Linked DNA regions of Mus musculus: regions 1, 2, 4 and 5 are each linked to region 3. The links are chromatin contacts, called in public Hi-C and promoter capture Hi-C maps. All regions are on one chromosome and are shown on one strand. Each heading gives the region's core, a stretch centred on a gene start, on an enhancer-like site or on the middle of the called end of the contact. The rest is flanking DNA. Distances are from core to core; before and after follow the strand shown.

Evidence for each region. Promoter capture Hi-C pulls out the DNA fragments that hold promoters and counts their contacts. Hi-C and Micro-C count contacts between places; a contact is called where the count stands out from the background. Capture Hi-C pulls out chosen DNA fragments and counts their contacts.
Region 1: a contact with region 3 is called in a promoter capture Hi-C map of adipose tissue, with 2.9 times the contacts expected there. The contact joins the promoter of Rpl31 here to the promoter of Txndc9 in region 3. A contact is called at or near these places in 9 of 39 promoter capture datasets (the 3T3-L1 cell line, the C10 cell line, embryonic stem cells and 4 more), 5 of 484 Hi-C or Micro-C datasets (B cells, CD8 T cells, the G1E-ER4 cell line and 2 more), 4 of 115 datasets of contacts at active chromatin or transcription factors (astrocytes, embryonic stem cells, large pre-B cells and 1 more) and 3 of 9 other capture datasets (adipose tissue, liver and pancreatic islet).
Region 2: a contact with region 3 is called in a promoter capture Hi-C map of liver, with 2.3 times the contacts expected there. The contact joins the promoter of Tmem131 here to the promoter of Txndc9 in region 3. A contact is called at or near these places in 4 of 39 promoter capture datasets (frontonasal cranial neural crest, liver and pre-B cells), 8 of 484 Hi-C or Micro-C datasets (B cells, the G1E-ER4 cell line, embryonic stem cells and 2 more), 4 of 115 datasets of contacts at active chromatin or transcription factors (astrocytes, cardiomyocytes, large pre-B cells and 1 more) and 1 of 9 other capture datasets (liver).
Region 4: a Hi-C map of CD8 T cells shows a contact between it and region 3, with 6 times the contacts expected there. The contact joins the promoter of Cox5b here to the promoter of Txndc9 in region 3. A contact is called at or near these places in 5 of 39 promoter capture datasets (the 3T3-L1 cell line, embryonic stem cells, hippocampal neurons and 2 more), 4 of 484 Hi-C or Micro-C datasets (CD4 T cells, CD8 T cells, muscle stem cells and 1 more), 1 of 115 datasets of contacts at active chromatin or transcription factors (astrocytes) and 2 of 9 other capture datasets (adipose tissue and liver).
Region 5: a promoter capture Hi-C map of pre-B cells shows a contact between it and region 3, with 4 times the contacts expected there. The contact joins the promoter of Zap70 here to the promoter of Txndc9 in region 3. A contact is called at or near these places in 2 of 39 promoter capture datasets (embryonic stem cells and pre-B cells) and 3 of 115 datasets of contacts at active chromatin or transcription factors (embryonic forebrain, embryonic stem cells and thymic regulatory T cells).

The regions. Positions count from the first base shown.
Region 1 is chr1:39,366,268-39,370,116 of GRCm38.p6, reverse strand. It overlaps Rpl31 (ribosomal protein L31), which reads right to left and starts at 2,266. Exons shown (of 4, transcript NM_001252218.1): 1 at 1,862-2,266; 2 at 1-103. The coding sequence starts at 1,968.
Region 2 is chr1:36,937,890-36,941,833 of GRCm38.p6, reverse strand. It overlaps Tmem131 (transmembrane protein 131), which reads left to right and starts at 2,307. Exons shown (of 41, transcript NM_018872.2): 1 at 2,307-2,669. The coding sequence starts at 2,489.
Region 3 is chr1:37,994,946-37,999,019 of GRCm38.p6, reverse strand. Txndc9 (thioredoxin domain containing 9) reads left to right here and starts at 1,812. Exons shown (of 5, transcript NM_172054.4): 1 at 1,812-1,911; 2 at 3,179-3,387. The coding sequence starts at 3,199. It overlaps Eif5b (eukaryotic translation initiation factor 5B), which reads right to left and starts at 1,010. Exons shown (of 24, transcript NM_198303.2): 1 at 696-1,010. The coding sequence starts at 730.
Region 4 is chr1:36,690,051-36,693,920 of GRCm38.p6, reverse strand. Cox5b (cytochrome c oxidase subunit 5B) reads right to left here and starts at 2,434. Exons shown (of 4, transcript NM_009942.2): 1 at 2,232-2,434; 2 at 1,637-1,710; 3 at 1,371-1,470; 4 at 533-724. The coding sequence starts at 2,334. The coding sequence ends at 612.
Region 5 is chr1:36,759,774-36,764,091 of GRCm38.p6, reverse strand. It overlaps Zap70 (zeta-chain (TCR) associated protein kinase), which reads right to left and starts at 2,294. Exons shown (of 13, transcript NM_009539.3): 1 at 2,150-2,294.

The sequences.
Region 1 (3,849 bases), core at 1,017-3,516, 1.4 Mb before region 3:
TTTATTGAGCCTGGTGTCAATGCGCACATCTGGTGTCCCCATTTCCTTCATGGCAAACTTCCGAATTTCTTTGAGTGCCCGAGGAGCACGCTTCTTGAAGCCCCTAAGGTTCAGAACACAAGCACATTAAAAAAAAAGTCAAAAATTATATATGTAAATGGCATGCCATCATGAAACGAAGAACCCTCTGGCCAAGCATGAAATGTCCAGCTACTAGCATCAGTACTTAAGATGTAGGGGTAAATTCCAAGCATCCTATAGTTCAAGATGTCCCGCTCACTTTCCCAGAGTATCAGTCACCAACCAGGCCTGCTCACAGCAATCCTGAATGATGGTCCTGATGATCCAGCGGTTAAAAATATCTGCTCTTGCAGATGACCTAGGTTTGATTCCAGCACCAATGTGGAGCATACAAGCATTCAGGCAAAACACTCATACAAAAGGAAGACAAAGTTCTGTGGAATTGAGGCAGGCACTCTCCTATGAATATAGCCAGGGTACATGATAGAGGGCTATTAAAAAACAAAAAACTTGAACCTTTCTAGAGCATGGTGCACGCACCAATGATCCCAACATGGAGGCTGGGTGGGAAGACCTCAAATCCAAAAACCAATCAACCAAAAAAGCCCAGGTCTGTTCAACACCCGTCAAGTCCACTCCAAGTGAGACAAAGAGCATCTGCTTTCTCTATTCTACCTACCCGCAGCCTGTCTCTAGTGCCCAGACAACCCACTTCACAGCTAGCTTGAAAAAAACTCACGCAAGCAACCAGTCAGGTGGTATCACTTACAAAGACCAGGAAAGAGATGGAGCACTGAGCAATCTCAATGTTATGGTTAGGGAATTGGAAAAAGTGGGGCTGCCGCAGTCAGTGAGTAGATCTCAGAGGGCAGACCTAGCACTGGGCTCAACTACTACCCGAATGAATGAGACAGGGAAAGCAAGGAGTGGAACAAAGCAGAGGCTTGGTTTACACCACAATGGGGACCAAGAAATTACCAAAGAATGAAGGAGGCTAGAGATTCTCACATAGGGCCTTATCAACAAAATACAAAAGGCCTGGGGGGGGGGTACGACTCGCTTCTACAATGCTCTATTCAAGGCTGCTTTTAAAGAGTACCTTTCACCTGAGAGCGACTCTTCCTTCCACATACTGGGCAACACCCACACCACCTTTAACTTGTGGCCTACTTTCACTTTGTCACAGGCCTAAATAGTGCTTCATAGTGCTTAATATGCCCAACCATAGAGGAAGGAACGTGGCCGACCACCAGCAGTATTCATACCGGGCAAAGACCTTGGGGCAACCCACTAGGTGCAGACACACATTTCAACCCGGCAAAATCTCTCCGAAAATACTAAACCATCAAGTCCAAGAACTCAAGCTCTAGGGCTGGAACGCAAATGCAGATAGGTCGTGTACAAATAAGGACCGCAATCACTCTCTGTAACCGCCACTTTACTACAACTTGCCCCGAATTTGCACAAATCTGTATAATCGGACGACGAAAAAAAAAATCGTATTTCGCACTTGAGGTAGTAACCGGCCACTTTCCTGCAGCGTACAAGTCACTGACTTTCCTTTTACACGTCCGGATTACCAGAACTCACGTTTTAGCACCACCAACCTTCCCCAAGTCTAACCGCTCCCTCAAACTCCATCACAGCCTCCAGTCTCCATTTCCTAGCCGGTTGCCGTGCAAGCCAAACCCCGCACACCTTCCACGTACACACAACCACACCGGAATAAACCCGCTTGCCCTCTAGAGCACCCAGTCTGTAAGCAAGGCTCGCGGGTGACAGCCCAGCCCGGCCGGAGCCCGAAGGGGGTCGCGGGCCACACCGCCCGCCCGGTACTCACACTCCATGGATGCGCTTGTGAATGTTGATGGTGTATTCTCGGGTCACCACCTCGTTGATGGCAGAACGGCCCTTCTTCTTCTCGCCACCCTTCTTTGCGGGAGCCATCTAGACGCAGGCGACAGGGAGGGAGGCTCTAAGCAGGTAGTGGGAAAGCCCAAGCCCGAGCTAAGGTGCACCCGTACCCCGCAGGCCGTCCTCCCACCGCCCCGGACCGCAGAGCCTCCGCGCGGCGCGGGACAAACCCCACCGAGCCTGCCCGTCCCGCGCCGGGCGCGGATGGCGCCGGATTTCAGAGCCGCGACCCCGCAGCCATACTCACTCTGCCGGGCCCAAGTAGGAAAGGAAGGGCGCGAGGGTTTGTGGGAGGGAAAGTCGCGTAGCCGTACAACTTCCGGGTCACGGGGAGGCGAGGAGGAAGAGGTGTGGCGAGGGAAGTTAGGAGTTAGGCTGGGGCGTAAATACAGCGCGCGTCAGGGGCGGAGCGAGCGGCATGGGGCGGACCCAGGGCGGGCCCAGGGCGGGGTCGATCTTGTCAGTCTTCTTGCAATCTGCCTTGAGCAGTGGAGGTGCGGGATGGGATTTAAATCCCAACCCGAACCCGGATTCGGAACGCCCGGCCGGGAGGGAAGATACTCCAGTTTTTCGGGTGCACTCGCTCACTCACTCTACGTTTGTTTAATCTATTAGATACTGTGCTTGGCGGAAGGTCCCCGGAATGACCGAGACGACAACAAAAGAATTTATTTTCCAAGTCGAAAATGCCCACGGAAATGCCAGGCACGTCCGTAGAAAATAGATCTCCGAATCTAAACATGTCCGAATAGCCTGTCTATTGGAGTTTCAGCAATGAGCAAGTTTCAGGATCTCACAGGCAAGAAGACAGGCAGGCAGAAACTCCACGATCTTACAAGGAACCTATGTCTCTGCCTCCTTTGGCTAAGGGATGCTGGGGCCTTTGGATTCCCCAAAGGTCAGACTTGGGGTGGACAGGCAACTGCTCTCTCTCTCTTAAGAAAATAGTGTCCACAGCCACGTGTGGTGGTGCACACCTGTGATCCCAGAACTTTGTGGGTTGAGTTAGGTGATCAGGAGTTCGAGATATCCTTGACTGTAGTGGGCTAAACACGCTTGACAATATCTGATGACTTCTCAGTGGGGCTAGGAGGAAAGGAGCAGACAGGCTCGGTTCTAGTTCTTAGAGAATCCAAACCAGAAGGGGTTCTATGGGAGTGCTGATTGGTACTGGGGTTGAGCTCAGAAAATTGCAACGCAATCTCCCAAGCAGAGCCACTCAAAAATAATTTAAAAGGAAGTCTGGAGCGATGCATTCAGGAGGCAGAGCAAGAGGATGCCAAATTAAGGACGGACTACACAGAGGCCAGTCTTGGCTACACAATGAGACTAGATCCAAGAGTAAGGGGAGGAGAGAGGGAAGGGGAGAGTAGAGACTGAGGGAGGGAGAGGGAGGAAGGGCTATAAAGAGAATATGAAAATGTGAATTTGGGATCTTTAGCAAGAAGACAGAGGAGCCCACTAGTCAGAGTGTGCTGACTTGAGCAAGAAATGATAATTAGTTATGGTTAATAAATAATGGTTAATTAGAAAAGCTGAGTTTATAAAAGGCTGTGAGTTCCTGACTTCATACTAAAAGTAAAACATGAATAATTTAAGGAGTCAATAAACTAGACATATCCGTCCACACATGATTAAGCTAAAAAATCAAAAAGGAAAAAAAATTCCCCTGCCTCATTTCTAATGAGCTTTTCTACAGAAAAGCAAGGCTATTTATCTCCATAATATGAAGTCCATCTGAGCACTAATAGCATTTCTCTAGATGACTCAGATTAGATTTTTTTCAGTATATTACTGGCTGACTTTGAGATCGTCAAGCTACAACATGAACAGAAATTAAAGCCATTTTATATCGCTAAATTTTTACTAGGACATTTTGGCAAGAGTGCAAAGTCATGACTAGGAACTGCTTCA
Region 2 (3,944 bases), core at 1,058-3,557, 1.1 Mb after region 3:
AAGACTGCTTATGTATGACTACCTCTTGCCCTCCCTCCGTTTAAACTGAAACCTGTGTTAAACACTGCTAAGAGCGGGCTGGGGACCTTTAACCCTCCTCTTCCCACTGTGGCCACACTGAATAAATCTCCTTGCCCTGCTTTTCACTTAATTGTCTCTTTAATTGGTGTTAGTGACAGGCCGGCCTAAGACTACCTTGCCTGTTAGGGCTGCCCCTGCCCAAATGCTGACTCTAAAGAGTCAGGTAAAAGCCTGTTCAAGTATTCCAAGGAGCCATTTAAAAAAAAGAACACAGCTCAAAAATACACAGTTAGGTATAGGGTCTTGGAAAGAACTTGTGTTAAGAAAAAGGGCCCACTGCAGAGGCAGTAGATTCATGAGAAGCTGACCTCTGCTGAACATGTTCCTATATGTTCAAGTGCCAATGACACATGCAAATTGTTTCCCAAGGGGCTTTTGAGCCTAGGGTTAATATGGAATGTGGTTGATGCCTGCTTTAGAGAAGTGAACTTTTCAAGGTTGGAGGGACTTGCTTGCCTCGAGTTTGGCAGTGGAGGAAGGACTATTGCCAGCACCCTGGAAGCTAAACTATGACCCAGTGAAGCACTTACATTTCCTTGGGCTTAATTTCTCCCAGTGTTAGAAACCTTCCATATAAATCTCTTACCTTAGGCACATTTCAAAAGCCAGTTTAGAGATAATTATTGAGATTTCATTACATTAAGAAGAAAATTTAAGCCCTGGGTTGGATACCCAGCACTGAAAACCATTAACTTAAATTCAGTGCTAGTATTCAAAAAATTAATGTTCTTTAAAACAGCAGTCAGGGATGGTGGCATATACCTCTAATCCCAGTATTCTACTGACTTTTAAGGAACACAATGAGTTCCACTCCAGCCTGGGCTCACAGTGAGTTCTAGGTCAACCTAGGCTACAGAAGGAGAATGCCTTGGGGGTGGGGGTGGGGGGCAAACCAAAAGCCATCGGGGGTGAGGACGCCTTCAAAATGTATTATTAATTTACATGTTTGCTTCACAAACAGGACGACAGCAGAAGGAAGAACGTTGAGTACCTTTTAAAAAAGGTTTTCTGAAATCCCATTTTCTTTTCTAGTTTGTTCTAAGACATGCAATAGGCAAATGTGGCCTTTTAAATAGATCGACTAACTCAACCAAAAGCTGAGAAAAGCAAAAAAAGACTCTGGGGCTAGGCTCTGGGGGGAAGTGACCAGGCTACCAAACTGTGACAATATCCTTCCTTCCCCTTCCCCAAAGGGCCTAGATTAAGACTTGTATCGAGCAAACAGACACACAGAAAAACACACACACACACTCAAACTTTAACCTGGGAGACATGAGGTGCTTCTTACAGGAGACTAAGACACACCATCTTTGATTTTGGCCTTTGAAAGGAGTATGCGCATAGAAACATATTGATCATTCCAAGACAGAGAAAACCCAGTCTGATTTCTGGCACACCTCGCCTTGTTCCTCCACCCCGCCCCAACTAATGCTTTTTACACACATGGTAAGTTTCCAAATACAAGCAAGCAAAGAAACTGCATAAAAAGGGCTTCCTGTGAACAAGAGGTACGAAGGTTCCATTAAGTCCCTCTTGGGTACGCTTTGGAAGACACAAATGTAAAGAGGGCGGGTCCCCCGTTCTTAAGGAAGCACTGCAAGAAATTGAATCGGACCCTGAACACTTCCCACGTCAAAGCCACCGAGAGGCAGAGGTGCGACCCGAGAAATCACTGGCACGGACTGTCGGCGCTGGGCTCCGGATGCGCACTCAGCCCTCTGAAAGGCTCGGACATTGCAGTACCACTAGACCCGGGTTTGTCCCGGCGTCGGAGGCGCGGCCGGGCCCCGCCCACGCACCAAAGCGGCTGCGCAGCGTGGCTACCCTATCTCCCACGTGACTGCCGTCATTGCCTCCGTGAAGCTCCGGCCGCCATCTTAACTCCTGGCCGGCCCGGGTCCCTCTCCCTCCTTCTCCCGGGCCGTGCGGCAGTGACAGGGTGCGGTTGGCCGCCCCGGCCCGTCCGGTCGGTGAAGCCCGTGTGATTCTGAGGGCGGGGCGAGGAGCCGGAGCTCACGGAGTCCACGGGGAGCACGCGAACCGGCGGGCCGCCCAGGTATTGGCACGGAGGGGGCGGGCCCCTGCGCTCTGCCCCGCCCCTTAGAGGCCAGCGCCGGGGCCCGCGGCCCTTGCCCGTTTCCAGTATGGCCGCCCGCCGTGCCTGACCCGCGGCCTCTCCGTTCCGGCTCTTCGTAGGCGATGCCGATGCCGAGACTGTGACTGACACTCTCGCTCCCACGCACGCACCGACCCAGACCCACGCCGGGAGCCCGAGCTCTGGGCCCACAACCGCTCTCTCCTCGGGCACCGCGGCCATAGCCCGGACCACGGCTCCCGCGCCGCTGCCGTCGCCTCGCGGAGAAGGGTCGCGCAGGACCTCGAGCTCGGCGGCCCCCGGCCCGCCAGGATGGGGAAGCGGGCGGGAGGAGCAGCCGCCGCCGCCGCCGCCGCCTCCACGTCCTCCGCGGCCGGGCTGGAGCCCGCGGCTGGCCGAGGCGGGGGTCCTCGGAGCGCAGCCGCGGGCCTCCTGGGAGCGCTGCACCTGGTGATGACCCTCGTGGTGGCCGCGGCGCGGGCCGAGAAGGAAGGTGGGTTGCCGGCGGCGGGCGGCGGGCGACAGGCGGCAGAGGGAGGCCCGCGACGGGCGCCGGCGCGAAGTTGCTGGGTCGAGCCCCGTCCCGAGCCGGCGACTCGGGGTTCGGCGAGCTGCCGCGTCGGCCGCGCGCCGCGGCTCTGCCGCTGCTCCGTGATTCCTTTCCCCTCACCGTGTCCCGGTCTTTCCCTCGTCTACTGTCAGTGCCCATAAAACTTCCCGAGCTCTCTTGTAGGTTCTTGCCACTTGGCCCGCTATGCGAGGAGGCACCCCGCTTTTAGGCTTCTTGGTGGCTCCTGCTAGGTCGATCGCGGGACGCTTTTCTTGTTTTCCCTTTGTCAGGTTTTAATTTGGGCATGCGGACCGAGCTCACTTTAAAATGCGGTGGTTAAAAAAGAAGAAAAAAAAAAAGCGAGACTGGTGGAAAGGCTTCAATACACGGCTTATAAAATTTCTATTTGCTGGGACATCTCTTTGAAGAGGCTCTTGTTTCCTTAGTATCCTTCTTCACTATCCCTTTGCGGTATGGAGGATCGTTTGTTATTAGCCCTAAATAGACTCTCATTTGCCTCTAGTAAGCTACTGGAAGCCGGTTTCCATTTCTGCTTTAATATCCTCACGTAATTCGGTGCCTTTCTCTTTGATGTGTGAGCCCTTAGAAACGAATGTCAAGTTCCCAGCTTGCACACCCTTCACCTGTAACTCACAATTGAAGCCGCACTCCAGTTTTAATAACTCCTCTAATATTGTAAGGTTGTAAAACTGGTACTTTGACAAGATCAGAAATTACTTTGCAGTCTTGAAGACTAATTTGGGGGTGGGGGTGTTCTGGACTACCTGTTTCTGAACGTGAGCCCAAGGAGAAGTGTGAGCAGTCACAGAACCTTCATGAATTAATTCACAGTGAATGCTGCTTTTTTTTTTCCCTAAGAAGAAAACTAGTTAGATTATTTTTGTTTTTCCTGTATAAAGTCGCTGTTACTGGCTAGCAGCTGTAAAGTAAACCAGATTAGCCTTAAAGTGCAACTCTGTGTCAGTTTATTATTTATTTTCCTTAGAAACATTATATTCTCTCACTTAACTCTATAAACAGAGTCAGCCTGGTTAACAGGCAAGCAGGGATTTGGCAGAGGCAAGATTATTTTAAACATTAAAAAATGCTGCTTTAAGATGGTCAGGCCTGGGATTGTCATAGTTCTTATTATTTATGATCCCCTGTTAGTTTAGTGTTGTTATGGGTGGCCATGGTAGCCAACATTTGCCCATGTGT
Region 3 (4,074 bases), core at 563-3,062:
CTTAAAGATGAAATGGAACAGATGGTTGCAGACGCCCAGGAAGTCAACTCAACTGAAAAGGGTAAAAGAACTTAATCGAACGTGGCACAGGCATGCTCCCCAAATCTCCGCCTAAGTAGCTCATAAACACACACTCCTTCCCCTGAAAAGGCTTTTTCTTTTAAGGTTAGAAAGCAGCGACCCTTGACTGGTTTCTTCCCCTCCTCCTTTCTTAAGGGAAGCGGTAGGAAGCCAAGACATACGCAAAAAAAAAAAAAAAAAGAGGCCGGAAAATGGAAAGCCAGAAAGCAGGACTGGGCAACCGGGACTTTAAATAACCCCAGAAGTGTTTCCAACTTGGCACACGGGAGGAGGGAGCCGCTGGGCTACCTCTCCGCAACCCCGAGCACCTCCGAAGTTCCTGAGCCGCTCTGGGAGGCGTTCCCAGGGCCAGGGGAGGCGAGGGAGCCGTTCCCGGCCCGCCCCACCCGGGCTCTCCGGGCCCGGCTCGCACTCACCTGGGCCGTAGGCCTGGCTTAGCAGCGCCCGAGCCCGGCCCCACACCGCCCGGACCCCCAAACGACCTCCGAGCCCCTCAGCCCCACGCCTCGGACCCCAGCCCGAGCCCCGGCCGCGGGACGCGCCCCGTCGAGGCTCGCCCATCCAGGGCCCCGCGCGACTCCCGGAGGACCCCCGGCCCGAGCCCCGCCGCCTACCTGTCTTCGCTCTTGTTTTTCTGTTTCTTCCCCATCGCTTGTCAACGGCGCTCGCGGCCCCGGCCCCTCGGTTCGGTGTCTCACAGACCCACTGTCTCCCGGCTGACTCCAATGCCCGCTCGGCTCGGTCCCCCTCGCGCCGCCGCCTCTCGCACCCGGCTCTCCACAGACCCGCGCACTGGGACAGGGCACATATGGTGTGAGCCCTCAGTACGCAAGCGCATCGCCCCGCCGCCTCGGCGTGGGGACGCAGGGCGCGGCTCATCGAGAGCGGCGCTTCGGCTAGAGCGTCTCCAGTAGAGCCGCCGGCCAGGTGGGAACCCAGGCGCCCCCTCGCCGCAAGTGAGCGCCGCGCACCGACGTCCGGCGGATCCCGGGTTCTAGAACCTAGAGGACGACAATGAGGCCGTTCATTTCTCACGTCGGCACCCTTCCCGGGGCTGGCTTTCGACGCAGAAGTGGGACTGAAAATTCTCCCCTGCCTACGCGGCCTCAGCTGCGGGAAGTCCATTACAGGACCACAAAGAGTCAATGATGAGCGTTCTGGGGGTGGCAGGACAAAAAATGGGATCCCTCTCAGAAACACTCATGAATTGTCAACTGTGTACATTTATTAAGGGGAAAAAGACATAAGGACACAGCAACGGGTCCCCTAATATGAATCTTCGTATGAGCAAGTTCTAAAAATTCATGTGCCTAAGAAAGTCAGGAGGGAAGATCCTGGCATGGTGAAAATTTTCTCCATGTTTCGGGGCGATGTTACTAGTGTGAGCTGTGTATAAATTATAATGTACTGTAAGCTACACTTTCGAAACTATTAAACACAACGAGAAATGAAGCCCCTCTGTCACTCAGGCTCAAGACCCGGCTCGTTTCCCGGTAGAGCCGGGACCCGCAGTCAGTGCACAAAGAACTACAATTCCCAACGTGCCTAGCGCCCATCCCTCCGGCCATTAGCCCACGTGAAGCGTAGGCTCGGAAGCCAGTAGTTCCGGGTGGCGGAGGATAGGGCTTCTCCGAGGCTTTCGTCACTCGCCACCGCCCTTTCCGCGAGTGTCTCACATTGTATCGCGAGAGGACTGTAGCCAATGAAGTGGCGGAGTTAACAGCCCCTTCTCTGCCCTTAACAATTGCTGCGAGGTTGAAACCTGTGTGAACCCGGTGGGTATTCTTGATCTGCGGCTTCCTCTCTCCGTAGGCCTCATCAATAGTCCAGGTACGGCTGAGGGTGATGTGGCCGATAGTGCCACAGCGTCCCAGTGTTGATGAAGGACACATCCTCGGCTGGGATCGAGGGAGCGGCTGGGAGGGCCTCGTCTGGGCGGCTGCGGAGGCTACGGCGCATGCGCCCCAGTTAGTGCGAAATCGGGTCCCCCCGGAACTACTCCACCAGTCTCTTGAGCTCAGGGAGTGGCGAAGAGTCTGCTGACAGGTACATGGGGTTAGGGTTTCGGTTAGGAGTTTGTAGGGGAGTACATAGGTGTCAGGGCCCCCAGTTCGTCGGTAAGAATAATACTCGATTTGGTTCAATAAATAGAAAGTTATGTCCTTACCCCCAATATAAAGGCAGTGACCACCTCCGCCTAATTCAGGGCAGCACTTTTAGTCGCGTGAAGCTCCGCATTTAAACGTAAAGGTCTCCTGTGAAATTCTCGGTGATAAACGAATACTGTGATGCAGATTCTGAGTGGCTGGTCTCGGATCCTTCTCTCTCTTCCCCGAGTTAGGGATCCTGGGAGTACAGCTTCTTTTCAGTTGTATAGTATTTATGAGAAGCTGACAGTTGGAGTTTTTAAATGACCTTATGTAGCCCAGGCCTATCGCTCCAAATATGAGGTGTGACCCTTATGCTTCTGCCCTTGAGAGCTGAGGTTGTAATCATGAGCCACCATGCCCAGGCTTATTTTGTGTGTGAGCTGATTAGTTTTAGCTGTCAACTTGATAGAATAATCTACGGTCACCTAGGAAGAAAGACTCATTGAGAAATTGGGTAGATTAGGTTGGCCAGTGGGCATGGCTCAGAGAGTAGGGATTGTCTTGGTTGCATTAATTAATCTACTCCCAGATTAATGTTGTTCTCCAGCAGATGTTGGACACAAGTAGACGTGTGTGTAATTACTTCTCTCTGCTTCAAGAGCCTGCCTTTAGTCGTAGAAGCGATGGGCTGTCACCTGGACTTGTAACGTTTATGTCAGGATATTTTTGAGGAAGTATGCCGAAAAGCAAGCTAGTGTATTTAGGGATTTCCCTGGATTCTGGAACCATAAATGAGATCTTTGATGGTTTACATCTTTATTCTGGTTTTGGCAGGTGTTGGGGCCTACATGCTGAGTTCTAAGGCCAAAATAGTGCCTCCAACATGGCATCTGTTGTGTTAACCTCTCAGGCTCTGTTACAGAGACCCTGTTTTAAAAAAAAAAAAAAAAACAACAAAGCCCCCGAAATGTAAACTTAATACTTATTTTTTATGCCCCCTCCCCCAGCACCAAGACCACTTAGAACAATGGAAGGTAATGGATCCGTCGACATGTTCTCAGAAGTCCTGGAGAACCAGTTCCTCCAGGCCGCTAAGCTGGTGGAGAATCACTTGGACTCTGAAATTCAGAAACTGGATCAGATTGGTGAAGATGAACTGGAGCTGCTCAAAGAAAAGAGGCTGGCGGCGCTCAGGAAGGCTCAGCAGCAGAAACAAGTAACCTCCCGCCCGCCCGCCTGCTCACTGAATCACTGGAGCCCAGCTCCCGACTGCACTGCAGTCATGTGACTTTCCCTCCTCACTTGCAGGATGTTCTGAATTCACATCTCCGTCAATGTTCAATACTTAACCCAGGGATGAAACATTAGGGAAGGTTTAGGCAAGATGAAGCATTTGACTGGGGCGTTGATAGTAAAAGAGAGATGAAACGTCTTCTCATAGACCAAGCTTAGGGTCCACGTATCAGAAAGAAGTATCATGGTTCTGTACGAGAAGATATTTAAGTGTTAGACTCTGCATTTTTATTAGGTTATCTTTTGTGGGGGGGCAGGACAGGAGCAGGATCTCACTGTATAGCCATGACTGGCCTAGAACTCACAGACAACACCGCTTCTGCCTACGAAGTGCTGGAGTTGAGCGCCAGCACCCCTGTTCTGTTTGTGGTTTTCATGGCCACTCAGTGACGTGGTTGGTTTGTCACACTGACTTACAAGAGAGAAGGTGAAGGCTCGGAAGGTTCATTAGAACCCTGGTCAGTTAATGCTGGGGTGGGTGTTGCCACTGCTGCCTGAGGAGGGAGAGTGAGCATCTGTTTGAGGTGTCAAGCTTTCTGCCACAGGAAAGGTAGAAGGGGCTGGAAGAGTTCCCAGGATTGTGGGTAATGGCCCTTCCTCAGCCTGGGAA
Region 4 (3,870 bases), core at 1,185-3,684, 1.3 Mb after region 3:
TCACTGGAGGACAGAGTGGGCTGGAGCTCTGTAACGTCCTTCCCCTAAGTCCTGCGTCAGGGTTAGTGTCTCTGTAGCATATGGCCCAGTTATTCAGTCATTAGCAGGGCAAAACGGAACCATGAAGATCTGAGCAAGGTCAGCATATTGTCACTGCTCTTGCCCCTAACAATCCCCCTTGGTTTTTGCCCCCTCTACATTATATAAAAGTTAAAATTTAAAAGAATTTTTAGCCAGGCTGTGGTGGCAGATACTTTTAATCCCAGCACTCAGAATCTGAAGTCAAGGCAAGCCTGGTCTACAGAGTGAGTTCCAGGCCAGCCAAGGCTACACAGAGAAAAGAGAAACCCTGTCTCGAAAAGCAAACAAATAACAGCAACAACAAAAAGTTTAAAATTTTTTAAAAATAAAATTCTAACAATTCTATACTGGTTTTACATTCTAAGTGGATGCCAAACTAGTATTAAGAGATAGGTGGTCTCAATATATATATATTAAAAAAAAAAAGACTATAGACATAAGACTAGCCAGCTATGGGAGGAGCCAGTGCAATGGCTAATCTTTATTAGAGAGAAGTTTTTCTTTACATTCTGAAAAGATAACACAGGGGCTCAGTGGGCCATTTGGTGGGGCACCAGCTTGTAATGGGTTCCACAGTTGGGGCATCGCTGACTCTCGCCTTTGTGCAGCCAAAACCAGATGACAGTACAGTTGTCCTCTTCACCTGAAAGGGAAAGACGGTTGACAGTCATCCAGCGTCCATGTACAGAGGGAGGCTTTCAGCATTCACCTCTTTCCTACAGACACTTCGGACACAGCAACAAAACTGCCACTGACTAGGAGACCACTTCACGCTCCGCTCCTTCAAATGAAAAAGCGGGGATGCATTTACCTGTGAGTAAGATAACCTTGTATGGGGTCACTGTAGGTTCTAACAATTCCAGTCCCTATGCAAAATTCCAAAACAGGATCTGTACTCATGTGTATCCCTAGTGCTTGAAACAAACAGTACCTGGCATATGTATGTACATACGTGTGTGTGTGTGTGTAAATAATCTGGGCTGGAAAGATAGTTCAGCAATTAAAAGCATGGACTGCTCTTCCAGAGGACCTGAGTTCAATTCCCAGTAGCCACAGCAAAGTGGCTCACAGCCTTGCTTGTAACTACAGCTCCAGGGTCATCTGCCTTCTGTGACTTCTCATGCATACTGAGACTTAAGACAGTCAACAACCCTTACAACAATGTATACACATATTTACATTTTTACACACATACAGTCCATCATACACACATATCTGAAGCAATTTATAGACATTCTGTGAGGCAGGTTATAAACAAATGGGCCAGAAAATAAAAACAAAGTGCTTACAGATGCAGCCCACTATTCTCTTGTTGCTGATGGACGGGACTAGATTAGGGTCTTCCTTGGTGCCTGAAGCTGCCTTTGGAGGTAGCATATTGTATGGGTCCTGAAAGAGACAAGAGTTGACTATTTATGACAGATAACGCCTGCCACTGCACTGCAAAAGGGCCGTTCCTACAAGCTGGGTTGTCAGGACCAGACGCTGGCTGACAGGAACTCCTCTAATCCCATCCAAGCCCCAGGGCTCCAGAGGACACAGCATTTCTCCTTACCAGTCCCTTCTGTGCTGCTATCATGATCTCCCTCTCCAGCCCAGTAGCCTGCTCCTCATCAGTGGGGACACCACCTAGAAGAAGAAAAATGAGCTACGGCAATTGATATGACCACGATGGATACACGATAAAAAGATCAACACGGGAAAGGTGACGTTATCCGCTTCTTTGGTGGGTTCCCAAGCTACCCATTCCCACAGTCCCCTAAGCCCACTGAGGCATGACTCCCAAGCCATACCGTTTTTCCCTTCCCACCGCGGAAGCTTGGTTGTCGACTTTCCCTACAATCAAGTCATGAGAGTATACTGGCTGGTGGCGGGCAAGGGATTTGAATGTTGGTCCAGCGCTTTTTCAGCCCTCCAAGTCCTTGTGTTCCAAGGTCACCCGGCACCTTCCAGTGAGGGCACTTTGAAAGCGGGTTCGATCGGGTGGGCGGCCGAAATTACAGCAAGACCGGACAGAGCGCCGGCTCCCGGAGCCTAAGGTGGTCAGCAGGGCTCGAGAGAACGCTAATGGCCGACCCCGCTCGACCGCCCATCACCAACCACGCCGGAGGCCATGGACACCGGCCTGTCCCGCCCAGCTGGTCACGTACCTCCAGAAGCCATGGAGCGGGTCACGGCCGCGCCACGGGGGCCGTGGGCCCTCAGGGCCTGCGCCGCCAAAGCGCCCACTCCGCGAAGTAACCTTGAAGCCATCTCGCCCGAGACAAGCAGATGCACTTCCGGGAACAGGCTGAGCAAGATGGGCGGGACTTCCGTTGGTGGGAGTCTAACAACGCCCGGTCAGTCTTCCGCTTCCTGCCCCGACCAGCCGAAGCAGCGCTAAAAGTAGACGCCGCACATGCGCAGTTCTGCCTCTTCGTGGGCCGCGCAGACTCCCGCCGCCTCCGGGGCGTGGCGTCAGTCACCCTGACAGCTAGCGGCTTTCGGGTTCATGACCTGTCCGCTTGAGTGTTCGCGCCCAGTGTCCCAGCCACATAGTAGTTCTTGTAGTGGAGGTGCTGTGGAAGCCGAAGTTCCCGCAGTCAAGGGCTTCCACCACGAATCATACAACCTTGGGCGTGAGCTCAGGAAGCCTGTTGTGTTTGTTATGCCTGTTAGCCACGGGTTCGAGACTGCAGACAGCTTTAGTTGTTACCAAATTGTTGCAATGGCCCACTCCGTCAGAAATTGACAGTACACCCCCCCACACACACAGTCTTAGCCTCAATTCCCTCCTCCACTCTGTTTTGTTTTGTTTTTTAAGCACGGTATCACTATGTAGCCTGGCTGACCTTTAACTCCCTATGTAGATCAGGGTGGTCTAAAGCTCACAGAGATCTGGTTACCTCTGCTGGGATTAAAGCTGTTGCACCGTCCTCAGTTTTCCTCCTATAGTAATGTTATGGGAGGTGATGGTGTTGGCCCCAGGGACAAGGATGAGGGGGGTGCGGGGGGTGCGGTGCAGAAGGGCTTTGGAGGCATAGATGTAGGATACCTCCTGATGGCCACTCCACCACGATGAGGATACTAGGAGGAGGAGGGACAGAAAGAAAGTTAATAATGCAACTGGAAATGACAATAGGCACCGTGGCCAGAAGTCTCTAATTTAGACAGAAAACGTCCTCCATTGCTCAGTGTTGCACACAGGTAAAGCCTGACAACTCACGGCAGAGCGTTCACTAGATTTCCAAACACTGGCTTCTTCGATTTATTCTCGTTGTGGAACATTCCTGAAACACTATGGCTGCATACAGTATCTATGCTTCCCTAATTGCGTCCCAGTGATGAAATCTTAAGTACCTTGCAGAGGCCTGACATAATAATATCAAATGACTTTTAGTAAATCCTGCCGCTTGGACCAAAAATATAGTTTATAGAGCTTGTGACTACAAAAGGTCAAGTTGAGGAAAACTACAAAGGACTAAATTCCTGGGTGTTGTCACCTACCCCTTGTAGGTTATTTTCAAAAGGGTCTGGTGGAACATTCCTTCAGAGGAACTAACCTGGTCTTCATGGCTGCCCTCAACCAAGAAAAAAAAATAGCCTATAATGAGGCACCAAATTTCTTGACTGTGAAGATGGGCTTACACTTTGCATAGTTTTCATTTTTACTTCCTTGTCTCCACTACAATCATCTGGATTAATTCCTAATTCAAGGCATCTTTCCTCCAATGAACCCATTATTGATTTGTGTCCACATTAAGAGGGAAAACCCCAGTCAGCCCCATCAGCCAGCTCCACCATCTTTCC
Region 5 (4,318 bases), core at 1,045-3,544, 1.2 Mb after region 3:
GCTGGGAATAGGAGGCCTGGGGGCTTTACCATCTAGCACACAGGTGAGAAGATCTGCTCAGGGATCAAAGCCAGCCATGCCTTTGTCCTGGCTCTATGCCAGGATTCCAGCTGCCTCTCTCTGCTAGAAAAGTTCATGTTGCCATGCCCCCCTACCCCATCCTTCCTAGGATGCATCAGGTGCCTAGGAGGGGGAGCCTTCCTCAGCTCGCACCTCCCACAACCCAGCCCTCACGGTCACTGTCTGTTGCTCTTTCTATGACTGCCCTGAGCCTGGCTCCTCCGGGCACAGACCACAGCAGCCCCTTTTCTGTCTTAGCCCCCGCTTCCTCCCACACAGAGAACAAGGCCGGCGATTCCTTACGAGGCTGTGGGGCATCCTTTAGGATCTACTCCACTTAACCTGCTCCTCAGCACAGTTGCCACCTGGGGACCGATACTGCCATTCCTCATCTGGGGAAACTGAGGCTCGGAGAAGCTATGCCAGGCACGCAACCTGACCCACAGTCACTCAGGCCCAACAGAAACTGATGTTTCCAACTAATACGGTGCAGAAGAGACCGTAGAGCTCTGAGCCAAGTCCCCGGGGACTCCATGTCCCCGCAGACCCCAACACTGCAGCCGAACTACTTGGACTGCCAAGGCCTTGAGGCTGGTGGGGGCCAGAGATGGTCTTAAATCTAGCTCGCTGAGCATATGTCAATTGATGGGGCAATGTCCCTCCAACCCCGCAGAATGGTCAGAACCCCAGCCCAGCCTCCACTGACTGGATTCTAGAAATGACGTGACCCCCCTAAGCAAGGCAGCTTCTGCTCTCTAGATATCCAGCTATAGGACAGTAAAAGATAGGTAGAAAACATTGGGGCGACCCAGGACAGTGCCCATAGAGTAGAGGAATGGTGAGGGAAGGGCCGTGGGAAGGGGTGTTTGACAGCATTCTTGACATCTACCCATTGCATGCCGGGATTGCCCAAGTTAATACCAAAAACATCTCCAGACACTAGTGCCCACTGGGGACAGGCGGCGTCAGCTGGCTTTAGGTCAGCATGACCCCGTTCCTGTGGTCCTTGGGCCTGAGCAGGGGTGGTCAGTATAGGGTGGTTCAGATGCTGCAGGCCTCGTGGAAGTTTCCAGAATCTGTGATCAGGGCCTGAGACCCTCCAGAGCTAATGATAACAATTAGCATCCTAACAACCTATTAACTATATGGCACCTATGTCCCTGAACACTGAATGAGGTGTCAGATACAGAAACTGTGAAAGCACAGAGAGGTGGGGTGACTTGCCCAAGGTCACACAGCAATAAAGAGCAGGCAGATCTAAATGGACCCAGGCCCCTGGCCCTAAAAAGTGTAAACTTTAACACCCTCCAGGCTGCTGGCCCACCAGAGCATCTGCGGGGGTTGCAAAGGCAAAACTGAAGGTCAGGTGAACTTTGGGTTTGTCAGAGGAACCTTAGCAGGTGACACCTTCGATTTTCCAACTTAGGACTTGGTGACCCCAATCTTTCAGCAAGGCTTCAGTAAACACCTACTGTGTGTTTGATGTCCTAGCTAAGACAAGAGCAATGAATGTCACTGTGACCGTTCACAGGAACCCTGCTATTTTCTGCCAGGCCTCACTGTCTGAGATACCTCTTCCAGCCTCTTGGCCAACAAACAAGGCAAGCATTTAACAGGCAGCCAACTCTGTATCTGTTTTTTAAATGCAGATTCAGAGAGGCCAAGACAACTGTCAAGAGCACACAGCTACGGAGCAGAGATCTAGTGATAGTTCCTTTCCCCTGCTTTAACATGACCTGACTCCGAGTGGAGCCTGACTCGAGCCCCTCTCCAGAGCTACTGACATTCTGTTGTCCAAGCTCACAGGCCTATTGTACCAGCCTGCCTGTGCTGCTTTCTAAAGCCAAGGAGCCGACCCAACAGGAGTCTAGGAACCCAGAAAAAGACACCGGCACCCCTCGGGTGACCTGTTTCCCCAAGGGCGCCCCTTAGCTCCACCGATTGCAAAGTCTCAGGTCCCTACCACTTGGGCCTACCCAAGCCCAGCCTCAGGCCCCTGCGGACCCCACCCTCCTCACACAGAGATCAGAGTAAGGGAGTGACACCCAGTCACACTCCCTCCACCAAAGGCTAAAGGGTGGCCACTCACCTGGACACCCTCGAGGCTATCACAGCTCACAGGGTACGGCAGGGCCCAGCCGGAAGGCCTGGTGTCCCCAGAGCACTTTTTCTCACCAGCACCTTTCTTTGCAGCTCAGCCTATTTCCTTGATGCGAAGACAGGAAAGAGAGCCGTGTTTGAAGTTGACGTCAAAGCAACAAAATGCTGTGTGGAAGGAAAATCACAGGCCACATGCTCCTGGCGGGGCAGAGCACATTTCCGGGGTCACGCAGTACCAGCCGCAGGGTGTCGGGAACACAAGAGGAAGGTGGGGATTGTAGCAGCCAGGGATTGGGGCAAAGGCTGCTTCCCACAGTGAGCCCCCACCTGAGGGGGGCACCTGGAGTGTTGGGGGAAGGGCAAGTTCTGGAAAGGAGGGGTCCCCAATGTGTTCCTGTCCTAGATAAGGTTGCTATTACTGTGATTAACACAGTGACCAAAGCAAGTTCGGGAGGAATGGGTCTACCTGGCTTATACTTCCACAGCTAATTATCGAAGTATGTTGGAGCAGGAACTCAAACAGAGCAGGAAGCTGGAGGCAGGAACTGATGCGAAGGCCATGGAGGGCTGCTGCTTACTGGCTTGCTCAGCCTGATTTCTTCTAGAACCCACGACCACCAGCCTGGGAATGGCTCCACCCACCATCAGACGCCCACAACGCAACCTTATAGAAGCGTTTTCTCAATTGAGGTTTCCTCTCAGATAACTATAATACGTGTCAAGTTGATATAAATCTAGACAGTACAGTGCCCAATTTCTTGGAAGCATCCAGGGGCAGGCCTCTGCCGGAACCCTAGAGGCAGGCTCTAAAGCTCTAAAGCTGGGGTGAGGGAGGGGTGAGCCCACTGGGACTCCAGAGCTAGGCTGGTGTTCACCTAGAAAAAGCCACGATGGCAGGGTTATTCTACAGGAGCTCTGGGAAGAACTGGCTCTGGAGCTGGGACAAGTAGGCGGGGTCCCCCGACACTCATACACTCTAGTCCAGCCCCACAAGGGTCTACCACCTTGACCACTTCACATATCTAGATCATACTAGAAATGTGCATTGCCCCAAGGTCTCTGGGAGCCACACCAGTTACTTGAAAGCATCAGGGGCCGGGGATGGGGGTTGGGGGTGGGGGAAATGGGCGGCATTCTCCTCCTCCGAGGTGGGAATCTCCAGTGCTCAGAGAAGGGACATCTTGGTCTCAGCAAGCCACAAGCCCCTTCCTGTCCCACTTCGTGTCCAGAAGCTTGCGACTGGAAACAGTGTCATAGCTGCAGCCCGCAGTATGTCTGCTTCACTGAGGAGAGGATGCAGATCGCCACAGATAGGAGCATTGTCCCATGAGGTGGCAAGAGGGAGGCACGTCCTTTGAACTTCAGAGGGAAGGGCTACCGGATGCTAGGGAACTCAGCGCGTCTGGTGGGAGGGGGGGTGTCCAGTAAACTGTGAACTCAGAGCCTAGGAAAAAAATTGAACCTGTGCCCCAACACCTCCAGGTGTGCCTCTGAGGAGAAGCAACCTGGCCTCCTCTAGGAAACCTCCCTCTGCCTCACACTGGCCAGAGAGGCCCGAGTGCGCAGGCAGCTGAAACTAGGCAGGCCATGTTTGGCTCCATAGCTAAAGGAACATCAGACCTCAAGTGGGAAAAATATGGCAGGTGCCCTGGGAGGGGAGGAGATGGAGCCTCAGCCTTCCAGAGAGGTCAACTCGATTGCCAACACCACCACCTCCACCTGCCCTGCAGCCCCAGCCACAAGGACAACCTCTTTCACCAGGGTCCCTCCTGGATTGACACCCCCCTGCCCCTACTCACTCACACACATACACACACACACACACACACACACACACACACACACACAGTGACTCAGCTACTTTCCTTCTGGGCCTGGCTAGGATGCCTTCTATCCCTCATCCGTTTCTACCTCTTGGGGCCATTGTGAATATTAAAACAGGCCTGAAAACAAACTCTGCCTGTGATAGCTATCCTTATCAACTGGACTACATCTGGAATGAACCACAATCCAGAAATGGAGGGCACACCTGTAAGGTTTTTTTGGTTTTCTTTTTTTTTTTGGGGGGGGGGGTTGTTTGTTTGTTTGTTTGTTGTTTTTTGTTTTTTTTTTGCTTGGGTTGAAGAAGGTGGATCTACTTCTAGTCCAGACCTCTGAG